Linked DNA regions of Mus musculus: all the other regions are linked to region 2. The links are chromatin contacts, called in public Hi-C and HiChIP or PLAC-seq maps. All regions are on one chromosome and are shown on one strand. Each heading gives the region's core, a stretch centred on a gene start, on an enhancer-like site or on the middle of the called end of the contact. The rest is flanking DNA. Distances are from core to core; before and after follow the strand shown. Region 1 overlaps Tbx20 (T-box 20). Region 2 holds the start of E130101E03Rik (RIKEN cDNA E130101E03 gene). Region 3 has its middle 58 kb from the start of Gm29824.

Region 1 (2,790 bases), core at 55-2,554, 220 kb after region 2:
GGTGGAGGGCTTTTTAAGGGAGGCGAAAGCTTCTTGGCAGTTTTGCAAATGCAGTTCCCATTGAGAAAAGATTAAAAAGAAAATGATGGCTTTCTTTATAGTGAAGAGAAAAGAGAACGTAGTTGCAAGTGAACTTTCGATACAGCTTGATTTTCTTAAAAGTAGTATTCCATACTTTGTTTTAATTGTTGTCTCCTTAGTATGTGAAAAAGGAGGGTATCCCACACTCTGTAACTCGTTTCTTGCTCAGAATATTTTGTGTGTGTCTCCTCCAAAGGTGAGCTTGTATTCCAACTTTGATCTTACAAGCTAAACCTGTCTTGCAAGGCTTCCATGTCAGTAATTCAGGTAGGGACAGGCTGTACTTGGGTCCAGGCACTCTTTGTACACTACTGTGACTAGGATTTGATGAGGGCATAGGCTTGCTCATCTGCAAGTTTCCTTTAAGTGCTAACAGGGATTTTTCTATCCTCACTCTTTTCATCAGTGCTTCCTTTGATTGCTGCTTCACAGCCTGATGTGTGTACAGCAGAGGTGCGATACAAAGTCTCTAATGGGTCTTTGTGTGTCAACAGTCACGTTGTAAGCTTCACAAATCCCCTTATGCAGATACTTTACACTGGAGACAGATTCTCCATAGAAAGCAAATGCTACTATTAAGTAACACTGAACAGAGGCTGGCAACGTAACTGGGTTGATTCTAATTTAGTGAAATACAAAGGATAATGGTAGTAAGTTTATACTCTGGAGGTTTCATTTCCTGTATTTATGTAAAAGATGTCAGTATTGGACATGGGCTATTATTGGCCGTTTAGTCTTCTTATTTATTATAGCATATAGTAACATGTTCATAAAGTTAACTATGAGATGCTGCCAAGTCAGAATATTTGCTTTTATTCTTTACTCCCTGACAACAGATGTATTCTTCTACACAGTTCTCTCATCTAGGTAGTTTTTCATTCCCCAATTGAGTCCTAGCCTTCCCCTAGCATTTAAAGTAATTTCACAATCTAGTTTCTTATCTACCCTTGCCTGAAAGGCCACCAAACCTTTGCTGTCTCAGTCATGGACCAGTATCCCTGTGAACTTGTCCCTCACTCAGATAGCTTCTCGTGATATGTGTAGATACCACTGTATTATTGGGGGCTTTGGGGAATTAACAGACCATTTCTGATTCTGTTTCTTTGACCTTGGAAATGAGATCGTTTTGTGCCCATTCTTTTCTTTCTAGATAACCAAGCTGAAAATAGACAGCAATCCGTTTGCCAAAGGATTCCGGGACTCCTCCAGGCTCACTGACATTGAGAGGTAATGAGAATTTTCTGTTTGCTCTTTTGTCCAGATAAGATAAAGAGTGGGTTGTTAGAACACCTTTCCTTTAATGCCAATGAATTTCAGTCTTACAGTATGTAGTCTCTGCACCTTTCCATCCAACCATAAACTCTATTGTTGTACAACTCATAGGTCTTGAGAGCAGCTACTTCCAGATTCCTCAAATGCTTGATTTCGAAGCAAAGAGGTTTATTTGGGTTTTGCCATGATTAGATACTGGGTCCTGGTTATAACTGGCTGTTGTGTCTTACTGATTGGCACTTTCCAGGGAAGTGGACACTTTATAGCCATTTGCCTTCAGAAGGGACATATTTGATAACCAAAAATATAGAGGTGATTTGGGATTTTGAAACAAGGAGATGTAATTTAATTCAGGGTCACAATTTTATCTGTAAAATAAATGGATATTTTTTAATAGGAGAGGTATCAAATATGAGGACCTGTAAGAAGAAACAGTTCTGCATGTGAAACTTATCCTCTTCGCGATGACAGTTGCTCATTGTTGCTTGAGATCACTGAGTGATTGAAACCCTTAGTTATTAGCTCAATATGAATGCTGAAATGTATTTTCAAGGAGATTTTGACCCAACTGCTATTTGTACTGTTATATATGCTCACAGTAAATTTCCATCTTTCAACTTCATACTAGGACTGATACATTTGCGATGGGTGGAACACCCCATAGGCACCAGACACCTTACTTATTGTACCTTCATATCTTTGTGTGACTCTCCTGTCAACTGCCACACATTTCTACTATTCTTGTTATTGTCTATCACATTGTCTATCAGACCATGGCACTTCTGTCCATCTTGTCTTGGCAACTCAAAATGAAAGGTTTATTATGTTTTAGCAACTTCTGTCTGATTCTTCTTAAACCTGCCTAAGGGACAGACAGCATGACTGGTGGTATAATCCAAGGGAAAAGATATAGAAGTTGTGTAGGCAGCCACAGGGTTTGTTTTGTTTGTTTTTTTTAAAAAGACTGATTTCTGGAGAGTCTGGCAAGGGGTCAGAGGTGGTAAAATCAGGGAGGCACCTTAGGCTGGTGGATAGACATCTATTGCCAAAGTTTCAGAGAGAAGGCTTGTTGGAAAATTGTGGACAGTGACATTTATAAAGGCACACTGTAAATCTAAAGTGCAAAAGTGTATCTGAGTCTCTCATCTTAGATGAGCCTTGCATCTAACCCTTTAGACCCTGTCTGAGCAACTTTGAATGGTCTTTGTGAACTGATTTTAGAATAAAAATAGCCCCGTGGTTGCACACATGCTCCTGAGATAGGAATACCCAGCCTGGCTGCCCTTTAGAACAGCAGATTTGATAATGCATGTGGCCACATTTTCCATTTATCGAATAAGCCTCCTGATGTGGGAGCACTCACTTGTATGTGAAGCTAAGTGGCTCGAGATGGTCCTAAGGCCAAGAGAGCACTCTGATGTGACTAGCTGAAAGTTT
Region 2 (2,700 bases), core at 120-2,619:
GACAGGAAACATTTGAATTAGGAAACATTTGAATGATGACTGTGTCTAATCATTAGTGAAAGTTCTGTAGGGTGTGAGGCTTCCTGGGGATGTAGACTGGCATGCATACTTGGTGCCCAGTGTCTGCCCCTGATGGACCAGAAGTGATATCCATCAAGACAATTCGAGAGGCATTTGCTTGAAAGTTGTAAATAGTGACAAGGACATCTAAGAGAGATAGTACTAGGCAGCCTAGGCTACTCCCCCCCCCCCCACACACACACCTTTTGGGGCTACCCCAACTTGAAGGACAGGCGGACTTATGGCTGAGGGCCGCAGGGGTTTGACACATTAGCAAACAGCAGGTCCAGCAGAAGGGAAAATAGATCCAAAAGGCAGAGCAAAAGGCAAGAGACTCAGGACTGCAGTGCTAGAGAAACTCCAGCGCTTCCAAATTGCTATTTTCACAAAACTGGGATGACTGAGGCCCTTCAGTGCATGTTGCATAGGTTTCTGCCTGGCTCTCACTGCTCAGGAGATCTCATACCTCAATGACGCCCTGAAGTTCTACCCAAGACCATGATGGAGACCATGTCCCCTCCATTCCTGTTTAAAACAGCCACGATGGGAGAGTATCAAGGGGCTATCTCTTCAGAGTATTTGTTTTTTCTTTGTGTGGGAAGTACAGCTAGCAGCCTTCTCAGCTCTTGGTTTTCTCCCCGCCCCCAGCTCGCCAGATCCATCCAGGAAAGGCAGCGCTGACTTTCCATCAAATTCTCTCCTGCTTGTTTCCCTCACCTTTTCTCTTTCTTAATCTTCCCATGTCTCCTAAAAGGATTAATTAGAAAGATGTGAGCAGGGGTTGGGACGTCAGAAAACAATCGTCACTTTCCTATCTGACCTCTCTCACCAGCTGCAGAATTAACAAATTGAATGTCCTCAGCAGGCAGGGGTGGCACATGATACCGAGTTCATTAGGAGCCTCGCTGGGGCCGAGCGAGTAGACCGATTTAAACAACTCTCGCTGATTAAATTCCTTCCAGGCACTCCCGCCAGATGCTGTTAGAAAATACTCACATCCAAGAGGTTTTTAATTTTTTTTTAAACATGTGCCAATTATTTCCCTGCTATCTGCAGGTGCTGGCAAGCGTCACAGGCCGGCCTGGCCGGGCTGTCTACACGCTTATCCACCCGGCGCCTGCCTGGGGGGCTCACGTCTGCAAGAATGGGATCCCAGGGGCTCTTCTCTAGGCTGTCAAAACTCTCCAGCCACCCTGCCTGGCTGGCCTTCCCTGCCCCCAACCCTGGCCCCAGCGCCTCACCTTCTGAAGCTCACAGCTCTCTCAAATGTTCCTAGGTGGCAACACAGATCTGGTGACCTGCTAGAAGTGGGGCCCGAGAGGGCAGGCATGCAGTAATGTTGGGCTGAAGCCAACTGCCTTCCAGCCAGGCTAGGCTTCAGCCCTGAGCCAAACAAGGACATATAATTGCCCCCTCCGTGAGCAGGGTTGCATACTTGGCATTGGTTCACAGGCATCCCTAGCAGAAGTCCCACAATGTACTTCCCTCAGACTTCTCTACTCCAGCAGTCTCAAATACTTAGCTTATTCCTCAATCAATGCTTAATTAATTCTCATCAAATTAATAGATGCCACTTAACCACTAAAAGCAAGGACTCATAATATAAACCACACTTTTTAGCATTGCTCATATGTTTAATGAAGGTAAAGTAGCTTTTGACTAATAAAAAACTGATTATTCTGAAACCAAGCTTTCTCTTCGCTCCTTTATATTAAGGGATGGTGGCTTTGTACCACTGTTACCAGCCCTCAGAATAATACCTTTCTTGGTTGTTTCCTATTTTCCTGTCTACACCTTTAGAATTCACTCTTTGTTTTAGCATTTGCTATAGCTGTTAACCTTGGTGATCATCTCCTCTCATAGGCACTAAAAGTTCATGTTTGTTCATTTCATAGAACCCTTTCATGGCTTGGATGATCTTTGATCCAGAGCTGAATAACTGGCACCCTCTTCTTGACCATTCACTTGTGTCTACTTTCCCTGCGCTGAACTAAGAGCTTCCCTGAATTAAACAACACCCAGCCATTACAAAGACTGGAGGGGGGTTGCAGCAACCAGGGAGGGTTGGGAAAGAGGCATTTGCCTGGATTCAGATGTCTCATGAATCTGGGTGCTCACGTACAGATGTAGAGACTGGGTCCAGATGGGAGGAACAGAAGTTAGGACTTCGATCTAATGGTGTTGCCATGTCTCCTCATCCCTGAAGCCCCCAATACAAAGAATACAGTGTAAATCTGAGAAAAACTACAAACAAAATAGCCAGTGATAAAAATAGAAAAGAACACTAATTAATTCTGGGAGATCTGTTACCAATCATGATGCCAACAGCTTAAGCTCCAAGAGAGAAGATAGGTAACAATTGGGCCCCATCTTACAGATGGCCCTATCCCCAAGTCACAGGGACAAGGATTAGGGAAACAGTTCTCACCATCCTCTGAATCCCTAGAGATTCTGGAGTCTCCTCTGTGCCCAGGCTGCCCCCTGACAAATGCTTGTCACATGACCTTCCTCCAGACCATCTTTATCTGCTCTGTTCAGAGGTCACATTTCCATCAATGCAGAGGGATGGAGGCAGCCTGCTTTATCTGGGTTTATTTTGTGCATAAAGATTAACATCGGATGTCAGTAGAGTTATGGATA
Region 3 (2,713 bases), core at 98-2,597, 140 kb after region 2:
CCTAATAATCTTATTTTTGCCTGTAATTGTCACAGGCAGAGGGAGCAACACTGGGAAGCCATGTCTGGCGTCCATCCCTAGTTCTTCATCCAGACCTGCATAACATTAGACAAAACAATGGCATCCCTCCTGCCAGTCTCTTTATGTCTTTCTTGATTGTTGAAGCTGTGGGGAAGACTGGAAGTGACTTCATAATGAAATTGTTTTATCAATTACTTTTTAATGTAGTGAACTGTAAAGAACAGGCAGACTAGAGGTACATGGCTCCGATCTGGACTGTACAGAGCAGACTGGAGCCAGTTCTCTCTGAATATCCTGTCTGTGAGGAGACACAGAGCAAGGAACAGATCAGAGGCTCTGGAGGAGGAAGTGACAAGCAACTGGAAATCTCCATTGGGACAACTCTAGAGGAAAGGCTTTGAACTTGGTCGCCAACATGGTGGGAACCATTTCAATGATGGAGAGCATGGGCGAAGGACAATGGCAAAAGGCGATTTTCCAGGTTGATATATGTCGTTTTAAATGAGTGTGGGGACATGTGAATTTTTTACTTCTTCATGTTAATTCCCTAGGACTTGGTTCACATAATCTCACAGTTGACTGAACATTCCCCTTTGACCTCTCCCTCCTCTGGGACCAACTTAGGTTTAATTGAAGCTTTTTGTCTCTATCTCTGCTTTGACAGCTGGAGATTAGCAAGGGCTCGGCTAATTAGTATTTAACTGTTCACTAATGTTCCCTTAGGTTTGTTGATCACAGTCTTGTTTAAGACGGATGCAATCTTCCAAATCTGGAAAAGGGGACGCAGCCTCAAAGTTGATTTAATTTCTGGAAAGAATTAAGGCAGAAAAACTACATCTCTACTAACTTTCCAGTCGCGTTACACGGGGATGGGGTGGGGTGGGGGAGTTGAATTGGAAATCTGTCACAGTTGTCTTAAGAGTCTGGAGACGAGTTCTTAGAGGACTCTCTTTAAAGTAGACTACTAGTGACATATTCCCCTGTGTGTGACTTAGGAGACAGACAAGGAGATAAGCCCTGGCACTCTGTAGTTACCCTCTGAAGATTACCATAATTATTTAGCTGGATTGCCCAATCTTATTCATTCAGATAGTCATTGGATACATTTATTTCATTTTTATTACTCCCTGCTGGCTTTTCTGTCCAAGTAGTCAGCTAAAACTGAGAGATAGGAAGATTTTGTTCTTAAAGAAGATGGACTTGTGCAGCCAAGACTGGAATGTAAAGACTCGCCATAAGCCACAGCCTCATAAAGCTCAGGACAAAGCAGTCACCATCCAAGAGTCTTCAAAAGGACGAGCAGGAGTTTCCCAATGGAAAAGTGAGGCAGGGGATTCTAGAAAGAGGGATTAACATAAAACAAAACCCCAAGACTCAAAAGTAGACAGCAGACTCATGGACATTTTACACAAGTTAAACGTTTACATGTTACATGTTTAGAAAATTAGAGTTTTACTCAGTTACAGTGACAAAGTTGAGATACCCATGTTCAGAATCCCAAACTGATTCTACCAGCTTTCTGAAAATTAGGCACCTCATCTGAAATAGGAACAGCCTATCACTACACTAGCACAGTGTCTAATGTATGTATGTATGTCTAATGTAAGTGCTCGACTCTGATTATAAATCAAACTAACTTAAACTGGGTGTCCATCTCTCTTCGAGGGCAAGGAGTCCTGCCTAGTGCTGGCATTGAGAAACTACACAATCTTTGCTGTTCTAAAAGATGGACTTTGCTTTCAGGCTTTCATCGGAGCCAGGGTCAGGGTACTTGGGTGTTGTTCCACTAGGGCTGTGATCAGAAAAAAAGAGCAAAGGAAAAGAGAATCTCCCAGGAAGATTTAAACCCAGGGAGTCTTGCCAGCGGCCCGGCCTCCACCACCCTTCCGGTCTCATCACACCAGCTATTTTACCGCCACACCTCACTCAGGGAAGCAGACAACACTGAGCCTTTTAGAGGGATCTATTTCTATACCAAACAAGCCAAGGTTACTAAGAAAGCAGAGAATGGATACTTAAGGAAATGGCCATTGTTTAACAAATTGGTTTTGCGTGTTTATAAACACATACAGGTGCTTTTGCTAAACCCTACTAAACCCACTAAAATACATGTGCCCAGTAGGTAACTAAAGAAGGACAAAAACTTGACATCTGTGGTCTCATTCTGACGTGTCCTTTTGGAGACAGTCTCTCTTGCAGTCATCTTGGATTCTAGAAATAACGGATCTGCTTGGTCAATATCTCATGACAAGAGCTGAAATTTCTCCTAGGTACCAAGGAGCGTCATATTATAACAAGCCCCTCCTGAACAATTCTGAGATAATGACAACCAGGTCATAGCTTTTCCAAGACCACATGGCTGTGCTTCTGGACCTCCTTTTCTGTGTTGTAGAAGATCTTATAGAGCACCTCCCTCAAGTCCCTGGGAACCAATGTGTCCTCTTCACGCACGCGAGCATGAGCGCATGCGCACAATGTCCTCCAAAGCCCAGACACGCTCCTTCACTCTCAAAGAACCCACATTAGGCGAGAAGTCTGATTACACGGGTCTCAATATAGTAATTTGCCCCAACACCCAAATGGGCAACATGATGGTAAAGCAGGAAAAAGGAAGCTGAGCAGGTGGCTTAGAGTTATGATCACTTCATGCTCTTGAAGAGGATACATACTGGCAGCTCACAACATCCAGTAA

The links. Hi-C and Micro-C count contacts between places; a contact is called where the count stands out from the background. HiChIP or PLAC-seq counts read pairs in DNA pulled down with a chosen protein or histone mark.
Region 1: a contact with region 2 is called in an H3K27ac HiChIP or PLAC-seq map of cardiomyocytes, with 4 times the contacts expected there. The contact joins the enhancer-like site here to the promoter of E130101E03Rik in region 2. A contact is called at or near these places in 11 of 39 promoter capture datasets (the HPC-7 cell line, HPC-7-derived erythroid cells, cranial neural crest and 5 more), 3 of 15 datasets of contacts at CTCF or cohesin (embryonic stem cells and stem cell-derived epiblast-like cells), 23 of 484 Hi-C or Micro-C datasets (the N1E-115 cell line, differentiating embryonic stem cells, embryonic stem cells and 1 more) and 3 of 115 datasets of contacts at active chromatin or transcription factors (cardiomyocytes, heart atrium and stem cell-derived neural progenitor cells).
Region 3: a contact with region 2 is called in a Hi-C map of the N1E-115 cell line, with 5 times the contacts expected there. The contact joins the enhancer-like site here to the promoter of E130101E03Rik in region 2. A contact is called at or near these places in 4 of 39 promoter capture datasets (the 3T3-L1 cell line, liver and neural stem cells), 1 of 484 Hi-C or Micro-C datasets (the N1E-115 cell line) and 1 of 115 datasets of contacts at active chromatin or transcription factors (neural progenitor cells).

Annotation. Positions count from the first base shown.
Region 1 is chr9:24,748,830-24,751,619 of GRCm38.p6, reverse strand. Tbx20 (T-box 20) reads left to right here. Exons shown (of 8, transcript NM_194263.2): 6 at 1,232-1,308. Among named protein-coding and RNA genes, the nearest start is that of Tbx20, 24 kb to the left of the region's middle. Within about 2 kb of position 1,304, at least 5 of the 459 cell types and tissues checked have an H3K27ac peak or open chromatin away from gene starts, as enhancers often do. A contact at or near this core is called in the N1E-115 cell line and cardiomyocytes, where this site is marked.
Region 2 is chr9:24,972,877-24,975,576 of GRCm38.p6, reverse strand. It overlaps E130101E03Rik (RIKEN cDNA E130101E03 gene), which reads right to left and starts at 1,369. Exons shown (of 5, transcript NR_153861.1): 1 at 1,302-1,369; 2 at 778-807.
Region 3 is chr9:24,831,880-24,834,592 of GRCm38.p6, reverse strand. No RefSeq gene overlaps it. Among named protein-coding and RNA genes, the nearest start is that of Gm29824, 58 kb to the right of the region's middle. Within about 2 kb of position 1,347, at least 1 of the 459 cell types and tissues checked has an H3K27ac peak or open chromatin away from gene starts, as enhancers often do. A contact at or near this core is called in the N1E-115 cell line, where this site is marked.